2 separate regions of the Macaca mulatta genome follow, and region 1 is linked to region 2. Evidence: chromatin contacts called from public Hi-C data. All regions are on one chromosome and are shown on one strand. Each heading gives the region's core, a stretch centred on a gene start, on an enhancer-like site or on the middle of the called end of the contact. The rest is flanking DNA. Distances are from core to core; before and after follow the strand shown.

Region 1 (3,652 bases), core at 898-3,397, 590 kb before region 2:
ATTGCTTATTATAGAAATTTTAGAAAAAAAGCAAAATATAAAAAAGAAAAAAAAAATCCCATACGATCGCATATCCAGAGGAAATCACTGTTAACCTTTTGGAAACTTTACAAGCATTTTTGCTTGTTTTGTTTTTGTTGGGATTTTTTGCATTCATATCACTTTTGAAACAAAATTGGGATCATACAGTCTTCGCAACTTTGTATTCTGTCATCATACTGTGAGCATTTTCCAAAGTCATCAAATATTCTTCACAAATATAATTTTAACGACTGCATAGTACTCTACCAAGAGTACATACCACGATTACTGAGCATTTAGGTTATCCACCTAGTATAAATAGCACTGCCATGAACATCCTAGCCTAGTGCCATAAGTATATATGCCTGCATCTCTACTTCCTTAGGATCCATTCCTCTCAGTAAAATTACAAGGTCAACAAATTGATTTTTTTTTCTTTTTTTTGCGAGACAGAGTCTCGCTCTGTTGCCCAGGCTGGAGTGCAGTGGCATGATCTCAGCTCACTGCAACCTCCATCTCCCAGATTCAAGGGATTCTCCTGCCTCTGCCTCCCGAGTAGCTGGGATCATAGACACGCACCACCATGCCCGGCTAATTTTTGTACGTTTAGTAGAGACGGGTTTTTGCCGCATTGGCCAGGCTGGTCTGGAACTCCTGACCTCAAGTGATCCACCTGCCTTGGCCTCCCAAAGTGCTGGGATTACAGGCGTGAGCCACCGCACCTGGCCAACAAATTGATACTTTTAGAGCATCTTGACATACATTGCCATATTAATTTCCAGAAAGACCCAACAAACCCATTGATTTTCCTGAGCCAAGTGAGAGCTGAAGTTTTGAAAGAGCTGGAGTATTAGAATGCAGGACAGTGGTCCCGTCTCTCCTTCTCTTCCCTGGTCTTAAAAGTTAACTGTTCAGCAAAAGAAGGGACAGGATTCCAAGTCAAAAGGTACGGGTCTACAGCCTAGCACCTAGTGCCGAGGTCTGACTGGCTTTGGGAACCTGAAGCCAGCCTTGGTTCTCCTCATCTGTAAAATGGGTATAGTGTGATTAGGTCTGCTCTGCTGACTACCCCAAGCAGTGTCCACGCTCGCTGAAAACGTGTTTGAGAAAGTTCGATGCCTTGTGTTAAAGGGCACTATTGTTATCCTTCCTGAAGGAATTTAGTAGGTCTGAGGGCCCAGGAGGACCCAGCAGTGTCTTCCAGAGGTCAGAAACAGCATTGGAAGCTCCAAGACAGGAATGGCAGGCTCGGAACGGGGAGACTGGGCCTAGGGCCACCCTGAGGGTGCTGAGTGGATCTGGGCCGACGGAGAGCAAAGACATTCCTGGTAAATGTCCCTCTGTTTCAAGGCTGCCAGCCCCTCTTTTCTAGGGCTCTGACTGGATATCTGGTCTTTGGGAAAACCAGAAATCAAATTAATTCAAAGGATGCGAAAAGCCAACGGCTACAAAGACCCCAGGAACCAGCAGCTCTGAGCCTTTATTCCAGTCTGCTGTAAGCCTGTCCTGAATTTTCAAAACTCTCCCATTGGAAATGCAACTAGTGCTCCCAGCCTGGTCTCTCCAGCCCTAGGGCCGATGAAAAGGAGACCGACCGAGGTGCCTCCCTGAAGACGGACGACCCAAGCTTCCCTCCTCACTCCCCACACCGCTATCGACCTGGCAAACGTCCTTTCCCACTTCTTCAGGCTCGCCTAACACCATGGCCTAAGGGGACTCCACTGACGTTCCCAGTGCCAGCAGACAGAACTGCGCAGACCCCGCGGGACGCCATCCTCCATCACCATCATCGCCGGCTGCCCTCCACCCCCAGCCCATTCCACAGGCAGAGGTGCATCTCCGGCCTCCAGACCCGCACAACAGGTGGCGTCTGCCCGTCCTCCCCAACCACGCCTCCCTGGCCCTCCACCTGCGCCCCAGTCCTTCAGCTGCGCCCGGCCGGGGAGCCTACCTTTGAGGTTCTGGTGGTGGCCCCGCGGCGCGCGGCTCGGGTTTCCTCGGGGCAGCGAGGGGATACTGGAGAAGTTGTTACCCATGGCATCCGGCCCCAGGGGGTTCGGCGCTCGCTGGTGGGGGCGAGGCCGGGCAGGAGCGGAGGTGCGGTGTGCGAGTGTGCGCGCGCGGGTGCGCGCCGCCGGGGGAGGGCCCTGCTGGGGCTGCGGCCGGGGGCGGGCGGGCCTCTTCTCTGCTTCCTTTCTCGGGACTTCGCGGTCCTTGGCGGGTCCCGCCCGCCGCGGGTGTCCTGGCGCGAGCGGGGCTACCTGCCTCCCATGCCCCGTGGCGGAAGCGGGGGCCACAAGCAGGGCCCTGGGCCGGGGCTGGGGCCGCCCGGGGCTCCCCGCTTGCTCCCCGGGACGCTCGGGTTCCGGCTGGGGGTGGGCGGCGCGGCGGCTCCGGCGCGCTCCCCCCGGGCCATAGAGTCAGGGCCCCCGGCGTGGGCGTTCGGCGGCTCCGAGGCAGGCTCGGTCACCGCCCCGCGGGGACGGCCGCGGCGGCGATGTGCTTGGCTCCCTCCCGCCCGCGGGTCTGCATGGAGCCGGGCTCGGCGGAGCGCGGGGCGTGCTGGGTGCTCCCGACGAGGCTGGTGTCCCCCGACCGCCGCGGTCCCGCCCGCGCCGGGTCCCTCCTGCGACCGCCGCCCCCGCCCCCCGCCCCGGCAGTCGCCAGGATTCCCTCGCTCCGGTTGTTATGGTGACAGCTGCGCCGGTGAATGAGCGTCTTAGTGACACGCGCGCGCCCGCTAGGCCAGATGTGACCCCGGGGCGCGCCGCGTTCCCGCAGCCGCAAGCTCTCGGCGGCGCGGGTCCGGGTAAGACATCAGGCGAGGATGGTGGCCTTCGGGGCTGGCCTTATTCCCAGCATGGAACCATGGAGCTTGCACTTGAAAACAAGGGGAGCAGGGCCGCGAGAACGCCGAGCTCCCCGGATGCGGGTGCGGGCGAGCCAGCGCTCATGTTCGGTTTCCCTAGCTCCAGGTACCAGGCCTGGCGCAGAGTGGAGAGCCCAGGGAAACATGTAAATGGACGAGCGGATGCTTGGATAAAGTAATTGAGATTAGGACCCTGGCACTTGACCCTCCGTTCTCAGCCAGGGTAGGGGCGCTAGGCAAGGGTTCAGAGCCGGAACCCCGAGCAGTCTCACTGATGCATAGGTGCCACTGAGGGCCTTTAAATGCCTACGAACCAGACCCACAAGCCTGGAGCTCTGGCCAAGCTGAGGGAACAGATCTCCGGGACAGCATCAGAAGACCACCAGCTCTGAACTGAGTGGTTCTATTAGCTATAACAAGGTGGGAGAGAGGAGCCTATGCAACCTATGGCAGTCAAAGAAGGCTTCCTGGAGGAAGGGGGTTTCAGCAAGTGCCCTACTCATGTGGCTATTGCCTTCCTGTAGATCAGCACTGCACCAAGAAGCCTGCAGGAAGCGAAACGGAAGCCATTCTTCTCCTACCTGGACCTGGGGCATCTCTCCTGGTCTATCAGGGATGGAAGACGTTCCAAGGTTCCCCCCAGGGAATCAGCCTTCCTGCTCCTCTGAGTCATCTCTAGCTCCCTGATCTGGCTTCAGCAACTCTGATCCAGAGTCCAGTGAAGACATGGGTGGGCAGGGGGACATCTCATGTATCCTTTTC
Region 2 (3,875 bases), core at 1,309-3,808:
GTCAGATAAACGTAAACAAATAGTGAAGAAGGCTACGGGACATACAGCCTCTTCACAAAAGGCTGGCTAACCGCTAGTCTTTCCAAGTTACATATTAGTAATTTTAATTTAAAACAACAACAACAACAACACTTTTCTAGCTAAGAGAAGTCACATCGAAAATGGGTGATTTTTTTTGGCGATACTTAGTTTACCCCGCCCCTTACCCTCAAAGGCAGACCTCAATCTTCCCCGTAAGTTGCCAGGCAAGCAGGAACAGAAGCTATAGAAAATGTACTTCGATCTTTGAAAGGCCAGTGTGGATGTTTAAGGAGAAGGAAAACGACTGCACTGAGTTTACAAAAGCTATTTACATGTTTTCCAAATGCCTGTGATTAAAGTCAACCAAATGGCATGGCATCAGCCAGCCCCTACCTTCACCTACCCACTGAGAACCCAGACAATGAAGGCGGCAGACCCCTCAAGCACAGAGGCCCCACACACGGAACCAAAAAAAAAAAAGTGTCATGCACAGAAATTACACAGCCTGCTTTTTGATAATGGTAAAAAGTAAGTGATGGCAGTCTTGTGCTTTAAAATAACCTAGTAGCACTTACTAGTTCAATCCATCCCCAAATCCACGCCACCCTTTCAACTTTGCAATTAAGAGAGAGAAGGAGAAATCCCGGTCAACTCGCCTTGGGGGGTTGGTCTGAGGGTAGAGGGCTCAAGTAGGGAAGAGGATGGAGAGAGAAAGAGCAAGCCAATGAAAGAGACCAAAATTTCCCACCTTTCTTAAATTCTTCCAGCATAGCGTCCAACTTGGTGTCATTGAAAACAAAGTGCAAGGGGTGGTTATAAAATTTGGTGATGGTTTTCAGGGGAGTACAGTCATCTGGATCCACGAAGGCCAAGTCTTTGACGAACAGCAGGTCCACGATATTGGAGCGCTCCCCTTCAAACACTGGAATGCGGGTGTAGCCGCTCTCCATGATCTCAGACATGGTGTTGAAATCCAGGATGGCTTCGCCAGTGATCATGAAGCAGTCCCGGAGTGGGGTCATCACGTCCTCCACCGTCTTGGTGCGGAGCTCCAGCGCCCCTTGGATGATGTTCAGTTCCTCCTTAACGAGGTCGTTGTAGGGGTCGGTGACCCGGAGCATCTCCAGCAGTTTTTCCCGGTTATAGACGGTGCCTATCTCCTGGCCTAGGACGCAGTCCAGCAGCTTGCTGACCGGGTAGGAAGCGGGGAAGGTCATCATCATGAAAAACTTGGTGAGGAAGATGGTGTTGGCCCCCACAGCCAGGCCGTGGCGGGAGCAGATGGCCTGGGGCACTATCTCCCCGAAGATGACGATGCCGATGGTGGAGACCACCACGGCCACGAGGCCCGAGCCGGCGATGTCGTCGAGCAGGATGGTGAGCGTGGTGTTGACCAGCACGTTGCCCAGCAGCAGTGAGCACAGCAGGTAGTTGCCTTGCCTGCGCACCGGCTCGATGCGCTTGGCGTAATTCTTCTCCTTCTCCGTGCCGCAGTTCTGCACGATGCGCAGCTCCATCGGGTCCAGGGCCATGAGCCCCAGGTTGAGGCCACTGAACATGCCCGACAGGCACAGCAGCAGCGAAATGAAGATCACCTGCAGCCAGAAGGGCAGCAGGAATTTCTTCTCTTCGCCTACGATCATCTTGGTGTCCTCGCCGTCGTGGTAAATCCAGGTGGTCTCGGCCCACGGGGGTGGCGGGAGCCCGGCCACCCCCGAGCCGCCCTTGCCCCCGACGGTGCCACCCGCGGATCCCGAGCCGCCGGCACCCAGGGCGGGCGTGGAGAGCGACGTGCACAGGTAATAGGACTTGCTCTTCTCCATCTTGCGTAGCGGTTTGATCTCGATCTCGATGATGCCCGAGGTGCGGCGGTTGAGAATGATGTGGGGCAAGATGATGATGTCTGAGGTGCGGATGCCGCAGCGCTGGGGGCCGCTGTCCGGCTCCGGCGGCGCGGGGCCCCCCAGCCCGCGCTCCCCCGGGCTGTGGCGCCGCCGCTCGTGTTCGGTGAAGGCGATGCGGGACCACGTCTCGTTGTTGATGTTCTGCCCGTACACCCGCAGCTTGACCCGGGTCCGTTCGCTCACCCGCAGCGCCCCCCCTTCCATGAACGACACGTCGTTCGTGTCCTCCAGCCGCAGCCCGATGATCACCGTCTCCTCGTTCTCGCCCACCGCTGCGCAGCCGCCCGCGCCGCAGCAGCAGCTCAGCAGGAGCAGCGGCAGCAGCCGCCCCGCAGCCGCCTGCAGGACCCCCCGGCCGCGGGCGCTGAGGCTGCGGCGCGCCGCCATCTTCCAAGTGGGCAGTGCGGCGGCTGCCTGCCCGCCCGCCATCTTTACTTTGGGTTCACAAGCGCCACAGCCAATCATAGGGTGGCTGCTCCAGCTGCGGCTTCATCCTTTCCACCCGGCGGCGCGAGCGCAGGTACCTGCCCCTGGGCGAGACTGCAACTGAGCGTCCGCGGCCAGTGCTCAGCAGTTCGCCTCCCTGACTGACACTGACTCGACCTCGGCCAGCTGAGGAACCCCGAGGCTCGCGGGAGGGGACAGAGGGAGGGAGAGGAGCGCCGGCTGCTCCCGCGAGAGGCAGGCCCACTGGCCAATCACAAGCGGGCGCCCGCCCTCCCAGCCAGGGGGCTGGAATGGGGGCGTGACCGTGTGCCGTTCCGCGAACCAATGGCAAGGTAAATGGGTGGGGCGATGAGAGCCACCGTCCCCCTCTGCACGCCAAGTTTCCAACTGAAAGGCGCGTGACTCTTGTGTATGTGCGAGGGGAGGGGGCGTGGCCAGCTGGGACTCGAGAGCCAGTCAAAGATGAGAGTTGTAGGAAAGGGGCGTGGCCTCCGTCCTGCTGCCAATGGGAAGGAGCCGTCCCCGGGGCCCGCGCTCCCCGGGGGACCCTGTAGTAGATCCGGGAGCCTGGACCGGCCGGGCTTGGACTAAAGCCCTGCGGCGCAAGGCGGCAGGTTCCCGATGCACTGGCTTGCTGGCTCTGCAGTTGTCAGTTCGTGGGCAGAAAGCCGCAGCGCCCTCCTGCCCCGGGGGCCCGAGAAGCCAACTAGAGGCGGCTTGGGATGCACACAGCCTAAAAAGCCGGGGCACCGGCCGCTGTCCCCAACTCTACGTGCGCGGCGCTCCGCTGGGGTAAGCGGCGTCGGTGGCCCCGGCACAGCTGCCGACCAGCAGTCCTCGCGCCTCAAGACTCCTAGGGTACGCGCTCTCTGCGGCTCGCGATCACATGGCGCCACCTGCGGGCCGCAGGGGCGCCCTGCAACGCTTTCCAGGTCCGCGGCATACCCCGAAAGGTGTACAGAAAGTTACGGATGGCGCGGTCAGAGGGACAGTTCCCCAAATTTGCTAGTCATAGAACCCCTACATATTATTACTAAAAGTATATACTTCCTAGACCCTTTTCCATATTTACAGAGTGGGAAGGGCCCCGAATCTGTATTCCCAACAGGAACCCAGGCAAGTTAAGGAAATGGGAGGGCGGCAAGCATCCTATCCTAAGCAGACCCGCAGAGGCTCATTCTTAATCACACTGGCCAAACTCTGCTAGGGTCATAGGTCACTCAAGAGCAAAAAGTTCTGGAAACCTAGCTCCCCAGTACTCCCAGCGTCACCTGGAGGTGACGAGGTAGCAAAGTAGCTGTCAAATTGATCTTTTCCTTGAAACTTAAAACATTAAAAATGTTTAATGTTTCTCTACCTCTTTTGTATTCTACAAGCACATTCCGGCCCCCCCCCCCCGCCGCTTTTATAAATGCGTCAAACGTCTCTGATTAATTTCTGGTATGAGTAATTTCTGGAATGATTGCAGTGGCCTCCTAACTGATCTTCCCTCTTCGACACCTG

The links. Hi-C and Micro-C count contacts between places; a contact is called where the count stands out from the background.
Region 1: a Hi-C map of fetal cortex germinal zone shows a contact between it and region 2, with 4 times the contacts expected there. The contact joins the promoter of NEURL1 here to the promoter of CNNM2 in region 2. A contact is called at or near these places in 2 of 14 Hi-C or Micro-C datasets (fetal cortex germinal zone and fetal cortical plate).

What each region holds. Positions count from the first base shown.
Region 1 is chr9:115,648,771-115,652,422 of T2T-MMU8v2.0, reverse strand. NEURL1 (neuralized E3 ubiquitin protein ligase 1) reads right to left here and starts at 2,147. Exons shown (of 7, transcript XR_013398384.1): 1 at 1,973-2,147. It also overlaps a transcript of CALHM3 not described here.
Region 2 is chr9:115,055,356-115,059,230 of T2T-MMU8v2.0, reverse strand. CNNM2 (cyclin and CBS domain divalent metal cation transport mediator 2) reads right to left here and starts at 2,558. Exons shown (of 9, transcript XR_013398353.1): 1 at 770-2,558. It overlaps LOC144331323 (a long non-coding RNA gene), which reads left to right and starts at 2,536. Exons shown (of 3, transcript XR_013398375.1): 1 at 2,536-2,704.